Regions from separate parts of the Mus musculus genome. Here region 1 is linked to region 2. A link is a contact called in public HiChIP or PLAC-seq data. All regions are on one chromosome and are shown on one strand. Each heading gives the region's core, a stretch centred on a gene start, on an enhancer-like site or on the middle of the called end of the contact. The rest is flanking DNA. Distances are from core to core; before and after follow the strand shown. Region 1 overlaps Lrba (LPS-responsive beige-like anchor). Region 2 overlaps Lrba (LPS-responsive beige-like anchor).

Region 1 (5,810 bases), core at 1,117-3,616, 410 kb after region 2:
GTTCCTGATGACCTTCTTCATCCATCCATTCTGGTGTCAGCCCTAACATTTCCAACATTCCAAAAATAATGTCATGAGCCGGAACCAATGGTTCCACACATGAGCCTTTGGGAGATTTCATATTTAAACCATAACAAATATGAAATTTACTCGAGTCTACTATTATTAACATTTTAACCTCCTCCTTAGTATGTTTTCTCCTTCCCTCTTCCTCTCCTTCATAAATATGTGTGTACATATATATACGTATACAGACTATGAACACATATACACACATATTTTTATAAAATCCTTCAGTTGTAAGTTAGGTGCTTCATGGCCTTACTCCTAGGTATTTGCTCCTACATTCTAGAAATAGTTATATTCCTTATATTCCCTTATGTGACTACAGTTATATATTTCTTAAGTCTGTATTGATAAAATGCTTTTCTCTAATATGCTCCCCATATATCAGTTTTGTAAACTGAGCAAATAAAACCTTTATAGAATTCTTGCCCTCAATATAGGATGCAGTGTAACTTGTTATTGCTAGATAATATAGATTTTTAGAAGTAACTTTACCTATAGCTATGAGTGTTAGCTTCTTGAATCTCTGTAACAGAGTACTGTATATTAGGTAGGTAAAATAACAAAAATATATAGTCTCGTGGTTCAAGGCCTATGTAGGAACTTCTTCCTGTGAAAGCCACCGGACAGTGTTAACTCCAGTCTCCCCATTCCTTCCTCTCTATGTGTATATCTGTCTCCCTGTTCTCATTTTATAAAGACACCAGTCTGTTGGATTAGGGCCTCATTTTAACATGATTACTTGTATAAATAATCCATCTCCAGATAAGGTCACATTCTGAGTTACTAGAGGTTAAAATACCAACATATGGAGTCATGTTAGAGTGGGTATAACTCAGCCTGCAGTAACCACTTAATTGCCTGTCTTTTCACAAACATCTTTGGAATAACCTTGTACGTTATCTCCTTAATTTAGTGTTCATAAAGTTGTATTACAATTATTTAAATAATCCTGTATACCAAAAATGACATATAATAGATCCTGTTTTGATCACTTTTAAAAATACAATGACATAATTTATGGTCCCCATGCCTGGGAGCAATGTAATCTGCATCTCAGCAGCAGATGACTTGTTTATGTTTCCATCAGGATCATCCTACGAATGGCCAACTTGACACCATAGGGCAATATAAGTTATAACAGATACTCGTAAAATAGATACTCCCTAAATTGGAGAGTCTTACAAATACTGTTTGAAAAATTTAGTGTGTATGTAACAGGAAAATTTATTCTTTGATGTGTTTGTGTGATTGACCCACCTGAGCATGAATCTGTTGATATGAGATGTCATAGCCAGTTTAGAACCATACGGTAAGTGACACAAAATAGTTCATGAAGGATAGGCATGGTATTTCAATAAAATATAGGCAATTTCTAATACTGGCTTATGCATAAAACATGAACAACAATTATAAGACATATAAAGAGTAAGTTGCCAGGTGTGGTGATGCACACCTTCAATCCCAGAACTCCGGAGGCAGAGGCAGGCGGATCTCTGTTAGTTCAAGGCCAGACTGGTCTGCAAATCAAGTACCAGGATAGCCAAGTCTACACAGAGAAACCCTGTCTTGAAAGCTCCCAAATATAATAGTAGTAGTAGTAGTAGTAGTAGTAGTAGTAGTAGTAGTAGTTGTAGTAGTAGTTGTAGTAGTAATAATAATAATTTTATTAAAGTTAAGGAGCTGAAATATTATAATAGAATGTTCTAGATTTTAGGTAAGCTATATTTATATTTGTCAGATTATGTTGTAATTTTCAAAATGGATACTGAAAAATTGCCCTGAATGATTACTGTATGAGTCCCCCCATCATCAATAGTCCCCCTATAATACTTAGGAAATATACATTTAATTATTTAAAAGCACAAGTTAAATTTTCACATATGTTTTGTACCAGTTGCAATAAATATATTCCAGTAAATATAAAGCTTTAGCTGGGCCTGATAGCACAGTACTGTAATCCCAGCTACACAGGAGGCTGAGACAGGAGCACATGCTCAGAGCCTGACTGAAAACTCAAGGCCAGCCTACCCAGTGTGGCCAAGTTAAAAGAGGAGCTCCAGCTCCTGGCTTGCACATTTGCATATGTAAGGTCCTGAATTCTGTCCTCTGTTTCACAAAGACAAAGAAAAAACAGCAGCTTCTTACAGCACCAGAGAGACCCTGAGAAAAAGTAAGGTCTCCCATTTAAGTGACAGCATCTCCCTCTTCTTTTCCTTGGGGCCCACTAAGGTACTCTGCTTATTGGCTTACTTCCTCTCCTGGGCTCCTCTGCCTCTTCCTGTGAACACATTTCACTTCCTCCCCTCAGTCGCACTCACTACACAGTGGTTTCAGTTGTTCTAAGTCTTTCTAAGTGACACCTTCCCTGTTGTAGTTGGCCTGTGTTGTGTAAGATTAATCCTCTCAACAGGTACCATGTTTCTGTCCTGACAATCCAATGCCTTCGATGAAAACCTCTAGTCTTCTCTGTTTTCTTTTGTCAACTTTTTTTGTTCTCTGCACTAGAGAAGATACTGCAATGCATTTAGTGTATTTTTAACTCTTCATTGTGTGTTTTTCATAGGTATTTGTTCTTTATTTTAATAAAGCTTTGTTCAATTCAAGCTTTTGTTTTTAAGAAAAAGGTAACTGTGTCTCACTGAGCATTTAATATGTTCTATATTCTGCTATATATTCTGGATTAGTTTCTTTAATCCTTACAACAGTCCTGTGAGATAAGTGCTATTTCTCTACTCTATATTAGGCAGCTGAGCCAGAGTTTATGTAACTTGCCAAAGTCATGACTATTGATCATTAGTATACTGAGCTGAGACTCCAATGCATGCTGACCATGTTCACCCCACTGTGCTGCCTGTGGGGTAGTTCTATTGCCACATGTGCTATAATAGGTTGTGGTTATATAGAAAGTTCTTTGAAAATGCACTTTATATTAGATTTATTGAATGAAAATATGAATTGAATGAGAAAAATACTTTCACCTACTGGTTTTCATTTAAAAAAACTCAAAATTTATTAATTAATTTATTTATCTTCATTAAATAAAATTAATGAAAAAAGGATGGTTCAGATGATAAAAATTGTAGATGTGAGTTAATGTATTTGTTTATAGATGCATAAGAAAAATATTCTTATGAAACAGATCTCTAGCAACATTTTAATAGTTGATGTTTAGATGATTTCTTTATTCTTTGCTGGTCAGATTATTTTAGTAGGTATTATTTTTTCAAAACTTAAATAAAGAGCAAAATTATATTTGTAGAATGACGATGTGACATATTGTATGTTAGAGAAAATGCTTAGTACTAATCAGAAAGAACAGTACAGGGGGTGGGGATGGATTAAGCTTTTGAATTGGCTCACATAATTATTGAAGACATAAATTGTCTTAGTGTAGAGACCCAAGAGAACCTGTGGTGTAACTCAGTTCAAGATTTTGACCAAGGGAGCCAGTGTTAAAACTCTAAGTATGCTGTACTAATTATTTTTTATGCTATAATAAAATACTATAAAATATCAACATCAACTTAAGCATTTGGGCTTGTAGTTAACTAGATGTCCATAATGATAGGGCAAGCATGGTGACAGTAGCAGGAAGATGAGAGATCACATGTCAGCCACACACAGGAAGCAGAACAAGCAGGAAGGAGATGAGGCTGAAAGTCTCAAAGCCCACCCCCAGTGACATACTTCCTCCAGTAAGATTCTACTGCCTAAACGTTCCATAACCTTCCAAAGCAGCAGCACCAAGTCTGACCAGGGGTTCAAATACTTGAGCCTGTGGGGAGCATTCTTGTTTAAACCACACCTGGGAAGCCACTGATAGAATTCTTACAGTGAGAGAAATCTTGAGAAACAGGCGACCACTGGTGTAAATCACAGAATCTAAAGACCCAAGAACCTCAAGCAGTAATATCCAAAGTTAAGAGAATATGCATGTCTGGGCTCAAGTTATGGAGCGAGTTCTCCCCTGTCTCTTTCTTCTCTGATGGTTCTCAGTGGTTTGGATGATGCTCGCTCACACTGATAAGATTCTTAAGGCTTAGATTCTGACTCAAATGCTAATCTCTTCTAAAAACCTCTTGAAAATATTTGAGAGTCCTCAAAATAGCAACTGTTAGCTACCTGGGCCTCTCTTAGCCTAATCAATATGGCACATAAAATTAACACATTACTTTATAGGAAAGAGGATGCTGACAAGAATTTTTTTTCCAAATAAAGAATAATTTAAATGCATACCCATACATCTTTCCTATGTGCTGATACTTGACAGCCACGATTGATGGTATACACCTGCAATCCCAATGCCAGCATAGGAGACCAGAAGTCTGAGTTAAGTCTGGTCTACATGGTGAGCTTTAAGCCAGTCTCAAAGAACAAAATCAAGAAACAACAACAAAGAAAGAACCATGTGCAATGGTTAGAGTAACAAGTTTTTCATTTAATCCTATGGTTGCGTTTACACAGTCATATAAGTATACAATAGAATTATGGTTCTTGGTCTCAGTCTCAGGTGGGATTACCTTTTTGGGTGAGTGGGTGGCTGAGTGCTGGGAAGAAGCGCAGGGCCTTACACATGATGAGCAGTACTGTGTTACTAAGCCAGCAGTACCTTAGGTTTCCTAGAGACGGAACCTACTCCTTACTACTGTTATCATGGTGCCTCTCCTACTCATAGAAATTAAGCCTGAAGTATATCTTCACAGACATTGTTGTTAAACATTTTTTTAATGTTGAATGAATGGAATCTGCCTTTTTTCTGATTCTACCTGTTTATCTTCATTAACTCTGTGGCCCAAGCAGAGACTTCACTTCCACTTCAGTCCTTCTGACATGTAGATACAGAAACTGTGACTGTTATCTTTTAATTCCATACAATTGCAGGTATATTTTATTTCTCCATTTATTCTCATTACTGACCCCCACTTATAATGCCCTAAACTTTACATTACAGAGAATATTTATTACATGCAACTCTAATTCAACTGAAATTAAGCAGTATAATTAACATATTTAATAATTTTGACCATATGGTTTGTATCCTCATATTGTCTTAGTAACTTCATAAAAGTTTATGATCTAAACATGATATGTTAGACTGCCTTACATATTTTCAGTTGAAATGTGTGAAGATTGGTCAGATTAGTTAGCTGGATCTTGACCATGATTAAGTTATTTAAATCCTTGGCAGTAAGTAGGAAGTGGCCATGGAAAATCAGCAGGATGTTTTAAGTATTGTGATAGATTTAGGATAGATACAGCACGGAATGATCACTTGGCCATTATGGTCAGAGAATTGTTATGTAGAAGAAGATTAAAGATTCTCTGCTGTGGTACCATAAAATAATGATTGGTAATACTTTCTTCATGTGAAAATATATTCAGAAGGGAAAATTAATAGGCGATCCCTATGGCTAAGCATCTCACAAAGGCATCTGAAGTTATTTATTACTCTGGTAAAACTGTGTTCAGCCCATTCTTCAGGTAGAAGTGTCTGTAGTTCATGAATTAAATACTCGTAATCTGGGGCTGGTTTGTAGAACCTGCATTTTAACTCCAAAGAAATTAGTGGTTATAGAGAAATTTAGATGAGGAGTTATAGAGGAGGGAGAGAGATTCTATTACCGTGCATGGCTTCTAAATAAAGAAAAGCACTAAAACTTTGCAGCATATCTCTCTTATTCTAAAGTTCTAGTGTTTCATTCAGCAAATATTTAATGTCACATATTGTTTGCCAAACACTG
Region 2 (5,520 bases), core at 898-3,397:
AAACCGTACTGCATAGTGGTGGGGTACATAGACATTGGAGTTAGCATGCCCTGGTTTTATTTCTAACAGCAACACTTTCTGGTTCTGAAATCTTGTACATCTGTTTGTGTATGCCTCAGTTCCTTGAAATAAGAATGGTACAGTACTTTTATGTATTTGTAGAATATTAAATGAGTTAATATATATATATATATATATATATATAAACTCTTAGTTCTTGATAAAGTGTTTAAAAATTGCTTTTATTATGGTAGTTTTCTTTTATTTTTGGTCATTTTGTGGATTTTCTATTCTCATCCATAGCTAGCTGACATTCATGCACAGGTATTACACTTTAAAAAAAACCCGTTTTGAATTATGCTTTAATCTTCTGATAGAGGTACTTTCCTATTGTTTCTCTTTTTTTCTCATGTTTCGTGGCTATTCTTGCTTGATAACTTTTCCCAAAGATTTTATACACACACACACACACACACATACATATATATATATTTTTTTTTTTTTGGTTTTTTTTTTTTTTTTTTTTTGGTTTTTTGAGACAGGGTTTCTCTGTATAGCCCTGGCTGTCCTGGAACTCATTTTTCAGACCAGGCTGGCCTCAAACTCAGAAATTCACCTGCCTCTGCCTCCCGAGTGCTGGGATTAAAGGCATGCACCACCACGCCCGGCGATTGTATATTTAATTTATTTTCTACTTATAGAAAGAAAAAGGCAGAAAGATTTAAAAAGCTTATAGTGTTCTTTGTTTTTTAAATTCATTTTCTGTAACTGATAACCCATTTGAAGTTAATAATTTCTCATTTTCTTTTTCTTTTTTTTGTTTTTGTTTTTTTTGTTTTAAAGATTTATTTATTGTTATATGTAAGTACACTGTAGCTGTCTTCAGACACATCAGAAGAGGGCATCAAATCTCATTTTGGATGGTTGTGAGCCACCATGTGGTTGCTGGGATTTGAACTCAGGACCTTCAGAAGAGTAGTCAGTGCTCTTAACCGCTGAGCCATCTCTCTAGTCCCTCAATTTATTTTTCTAATCTTTGTCTTTTTTTGTGGCCAAACTTCTGTCATGACTTTATTGATGGGTATAGACCTTCTGTTTTATCCCAGTATACTTTGGATATTGCGGATGTCTTAACAGTATTTCTAGATTATTCTTATTCCTGAGCATTTTTAGATATTGATGAGGATTAAGTCTAAAAATATAAATTATTTTCAAGAGAAATTTTTCAGAGAAATTGTATAGTGATTCAAGAATGCATTCTGAGAATCTTGCTGTTTAAGGTGTCTGAAGTGTGGAGATTGGGTTGTCATCACAAGTTTATTGGCAGTTATTGCAAGGAATAATCATGGTATTTATTTGTGATTGAATGGTAGATTTTGTTTTTTTTTTTGAGACAGGGTTTCTCTGTGTAGTCCTGGCTGTCCTGGAACTCACTCTGTAGACCAGGCTGGCCTGGAACTCAGAAATCGGCCTGCCCCTGCCTCCCAAGTGCTGGGATTAAAGGCGTGCATTACCACTGCCCGGCAAATGGTAGATATTTTAAAGCTATAAATTGAACAATCAAAGTACACATTACATTAACATTTCATTGTAAATTAGATAGAACATGAAACAAAATAAATAAAATGAAGGACAAATAGCCTGGAAAGCATTGCCAGTTTAAGCAATATAATGTTTATAGCTTTTTCAGAATCCCACTAAAAGCATTTTTTCCCTCCTCAAATGTAGACTTAAAACTATTAAAAATTTCTTCTTTTTTATTCTCTTATCCAACAACATATTCTTGTGTTACAGTCTAGCTTTGCTTATTTGTAATTAATTAACCAACTAATTAATTTGATTCTTTGAGACAGGTGCTCACTGTAGCTGCCACAGCTGGCCTTTCACTTGCTGTGTGGCTGAAACTGGCCTAAAATTTTTGCACTCTCTGCCTACAGATATATAGTACCACACCTAGCCTAATATACTTCAAAAGTATCAGATGAATTTATTTATTGAAGAACCTGGAACTTATGACATTTCATAGTGTTTCTGTCTGGATGTAGTTAAACATATCCTGAGGTCCTTTGTATTTCCTGCATTTTGGCAGGACAATCTAGAGCCTTTGTCAGACTCAGCTTCCATTCCTGTAACTAGACTGTAGGTGGTGCTGTGCTCTTTCACTGGAAGCAATTATGCCTGGTTTCTCAGTGTGAGTGATGTTATCGGCCCTGGTATTCACCATCCAAATGTATTTATTTGCCTGGATCTAAAAACCAAACCAAACCAAACCAAACCAAACCAAACAAAACAAAACAAAAAAACAAAAAAAACAAAAATAACAAAAAAATGTTGATAGTGTCTGTCTGTCTTTGTCTCTCTCTCTTTCTCTCTTTCTCTGTGGTATGTGTGTATTTAACTGGAATCTTTCAATGAAGAAACAGTTATTTGTTTATCTAGTGGTATGGTCACCAGTGTACATTTATAGAGGGCAGAATAAATGCATAATTCTTTCCTTTAATTTACTAATTTCCACAGTATATCCGATAATTCTGCTTTATAATTATTTTTTAGAGCAGTGGTTCTCAAGGGTTGCATATCAGATATCTTACATATCCGATATTTACATTACGATTCATAACAGTAGCAAAATTGCAGTTATGAACTGGCAATGAAAATAATTTTATCTTTGGGGGTCACCATAATATGAGAAACTGTGTTAAAGGGTCGCAACATTTGGAAGGTTGAGAACTACTGCCTCAGAGGAAACCAGTAAATTTGTGATTTAAAAATTCTATGAATGAATGGATGATTGCAGTGATGCTCATCACTGAACTACAGATTGATGTGTCTGGTCAGTAGGGTCTAATAGGTCCAATAGGTCTAGATTGGCCCTTTTGTTTTAAAGATTTATTTATTTATTTTATGTATATGGGTACACTGTTGCTGTCTTCATGTTTTCAGACATACCCGATTCCATTACAGATGGTTGTGAGCCACCATGTGGCTGCTGGGAATTGAACTCAGGACCTCTGAAAGAGCAGTCAGTGCTCTTAACCACTGAGCCATCTCTCCAGCCCGAGACTGGCTCTTGAGTCTTTTTGTCACAACCTTTTTGAATTGATTATATTCCTGCTATTGTGTATGGCAAAATAACTTAAGCTCAGTTTTTCATGATTTTCTTTGGTCAGAAGTGCTTTTTCAGGGTTTCAGTGTGGGTACTATGCACAATCGTTATTACTTTGTTGGCTATTGCTTTGTTTTCACTACACACATAATATTTTTAAATAATACCAATTACAGTTTTATGTATTGAAGTGTGTGTGTGTGTGTACATGTATATGTGTATAGATCCAAAGATTAATTATCTTCTGAGTTTCTAGTGATGCTTCTGTTAAGCAAGAGGTTGGTTGTCCTGATCCTTACAGTTTGAGCACATTCTTGTCTGTATCTACTTGAAGTGTTTTCATCAGGAAAGACTGTTAGATCTTGACAAATGCATTTTTTGTGTTTATGGAGATGATCATATGATTTTCCTTGTCATGTTATTCATGCAGTATATAATCTACTGTTTTTTGCTGTGTGTACATATGTATGTGTGTGCACAAGAATGTGTGTTTGTGTATGTAGGTGCCTGTGCATTTGTGTGTGGAGGCCAGAGCTCAACCTTGTATATATATATTTTTCATCCACTGTCTTTCTCTCTTTTTTTTTTATTGTTTTTTTTTTTTTTTGGACACATGTTTTCTCACAGGCCTGGAACTCTTCACATAGCTTAGGCTGCTTGGCCAGCAGGGATCCAGTTGTCTCTGCTTCCCCAGGGTTGGCATTAAAACTATGCCACTTTATTTGGCTTTTTAAATTTGTGGGCCTTGAACCTAGGTCCTAGGTATTTTACTGACAGAGGCATCTGTCCAGCCCCATATTTGTTAGTGTTTATATGTTAAACTAAACTTGCATTTCTAGAGTAAATATGATTTGCTTATTGTGTGGAATTACTTGTAGATGTTGCTAATATTTTTGGTCTCATGTGTAGTGATCTCTCCTGTACTTTGTTATGTCTGGCACAGGGGTAACACTGGCCTCATTGACTGAGTTGAAAGTTTTCTCTTCAGTGTTTTTGAGGAGTTTGTAAAGAATCACACTAGTTCATTTTTTAACAGAAACTATCAGAGCTCCAGCTTTGTTTTTGATTACTATCACTTTATTTGTTTCTAGCCTATTTATCTTTTCTCTTTCTTTTAGAACTAGTTTCAGAAATAAGTGGCTTTCTAGGAATTTGTTCCTTTTATCTTAAGTTGTTACTTTAGACATAAATCTGTTCAGAGTATTCTTTTGTAATCTCTCTCTCTCTCTCTCTCTCTCTCTCTCTCTCTCTCTCTCTTTCTGTAAAGCTGGTAGCAATGTGCTCTCTTTCATTTCTGATTTTAATGATTTGATTTTTTTTTCATTTTTCTTGATCAACCACATTAAATTTTGTCAATGTTTTTCTTTTTTGAGACACAGTCTTACTTGAATTTGAGAATTCTTTAGATTTTCTATTGTGAGATATTTGGTTTTCAAATATAGTCTGTAGTTTACCATTTTATTCATTATACACATATTAATATATTAATTATACATATTACATATACTTATACATTTTATGCAAATATTAATATATATTAATTTTTTATAAAGTCTGATTCAGTAGTTTTCCCCAGGGAATGTGCTTTTGGGTCTGAAGTATAAGATATAACAGTTCATACTTTTTGGAGAAATAGATTATTCTTTTATATTTTCCAAATCTTACTGTTCTTTAAAATAAGGCTTCAGATTAGTAACTATAAAATCAACAATACATTTTAAAGTAGCTTGGAAGCCTTGAGTGACTGGAAGATTGAATGGTAATAGTTGCAGGATGCTTGAACAATAGGAATATTCAGTAGTATGTAATTTTACAGCTATAGACAGATAGACACAGTATTGAGGTGATTGATTTGAATATGGGATGTATGACCGTTCGCTATCTCTCATATCCCGTGGTGTTTCAGTCCATGTAATGGAAGTTCAGTGGACTTCTGACTACTTGTCACCAGTGACAGATTTCTGATTTTTAAAATATGACAGTGTTATAAATCACTAGTTTGCTAGATTGAACTAGTAATCTATTAAAGAACATGGCTGTATTTACTGTGGATAAATGCAAATTTAAAAAGGTTCTGTGTATGAAGGTTTAAATGATTTATTATCCTTCAGTTCATTCCTGAGTCTGAAGTTATGTAATGGATTTAGAAAATTTCATTTCCTGTTTGAAGGTTTAAATTTACATATTTTTCTCTAATGCAAGTATGGAGCTTGGCCAATAGAATATATAGTAAAACTCTCTGAGAATACTATTGCTTAATTTTTTGGGGGTTATATTACAATATCAACTCTTTTAAATGTATAGGGTAGGTGATTAAGTATATTCACTTATTATTTTGTGGGTAGAGATTGAGGGAGAATTAAAGAAATGGAATCTGTAAGTGGCTAAAGAATTTGTGTTCACATGAGCATTCC

The links. HiChIP or PLAC-seq counts read pairs in DNA pulled down with a chosen protein or histone mark.
Region 1: a RAD21 HiChIP or PLAC-seq map of pro-B cells shows a contact between it and region 2, with 5 times the contacts expected there. The contact joins two enhancer-like sites. A contact is called at or near these places in 1 of 15 datasets of contacts at CTCF or cohesin (pro-B cells) and 1 of 9 other capture datasets (embryonic stem cells).

Annotation. Positions count from the first base shown.
Region 1 is chr3:86,675,640-86,681,449 of GRCm38.p6, forward strand. All of the region lies in intron 47 of Lrba (LPS-responsive beige-like anchor), which reads left to right. Among named protein-coding and RNA genes, the nearest start is that of Gm52625, 72 kb to the right of the region's middle. Within about 2 kb of position 2,367, at least 38 of the 459 cell types and tissues checked have an H3K27ac peak or open chromatin away from gene starts, as enhancers often do. A contact at or near this core is called in pro-B cells, where this site is marked.
Region 2 is chr3:86,266,359-86,271,878 of GRCm38.p6, forward strand. All of the region lies in intron 2 of Lrba (LPS-responsive beige-like anchor), which reads left to right. Among named protein-coding and RNA genes, the nearest start is that of Gm26343, 6.2 kb to the right of the region's middle. Within about 2 kb of position 2,148, at least 2 of the 459 cell types and tissues checked have an H3K27ac peak or open chromatin away from gene starts, as enhancers often do. A contact at or near this core is called in pro-B cells, where this site is marked.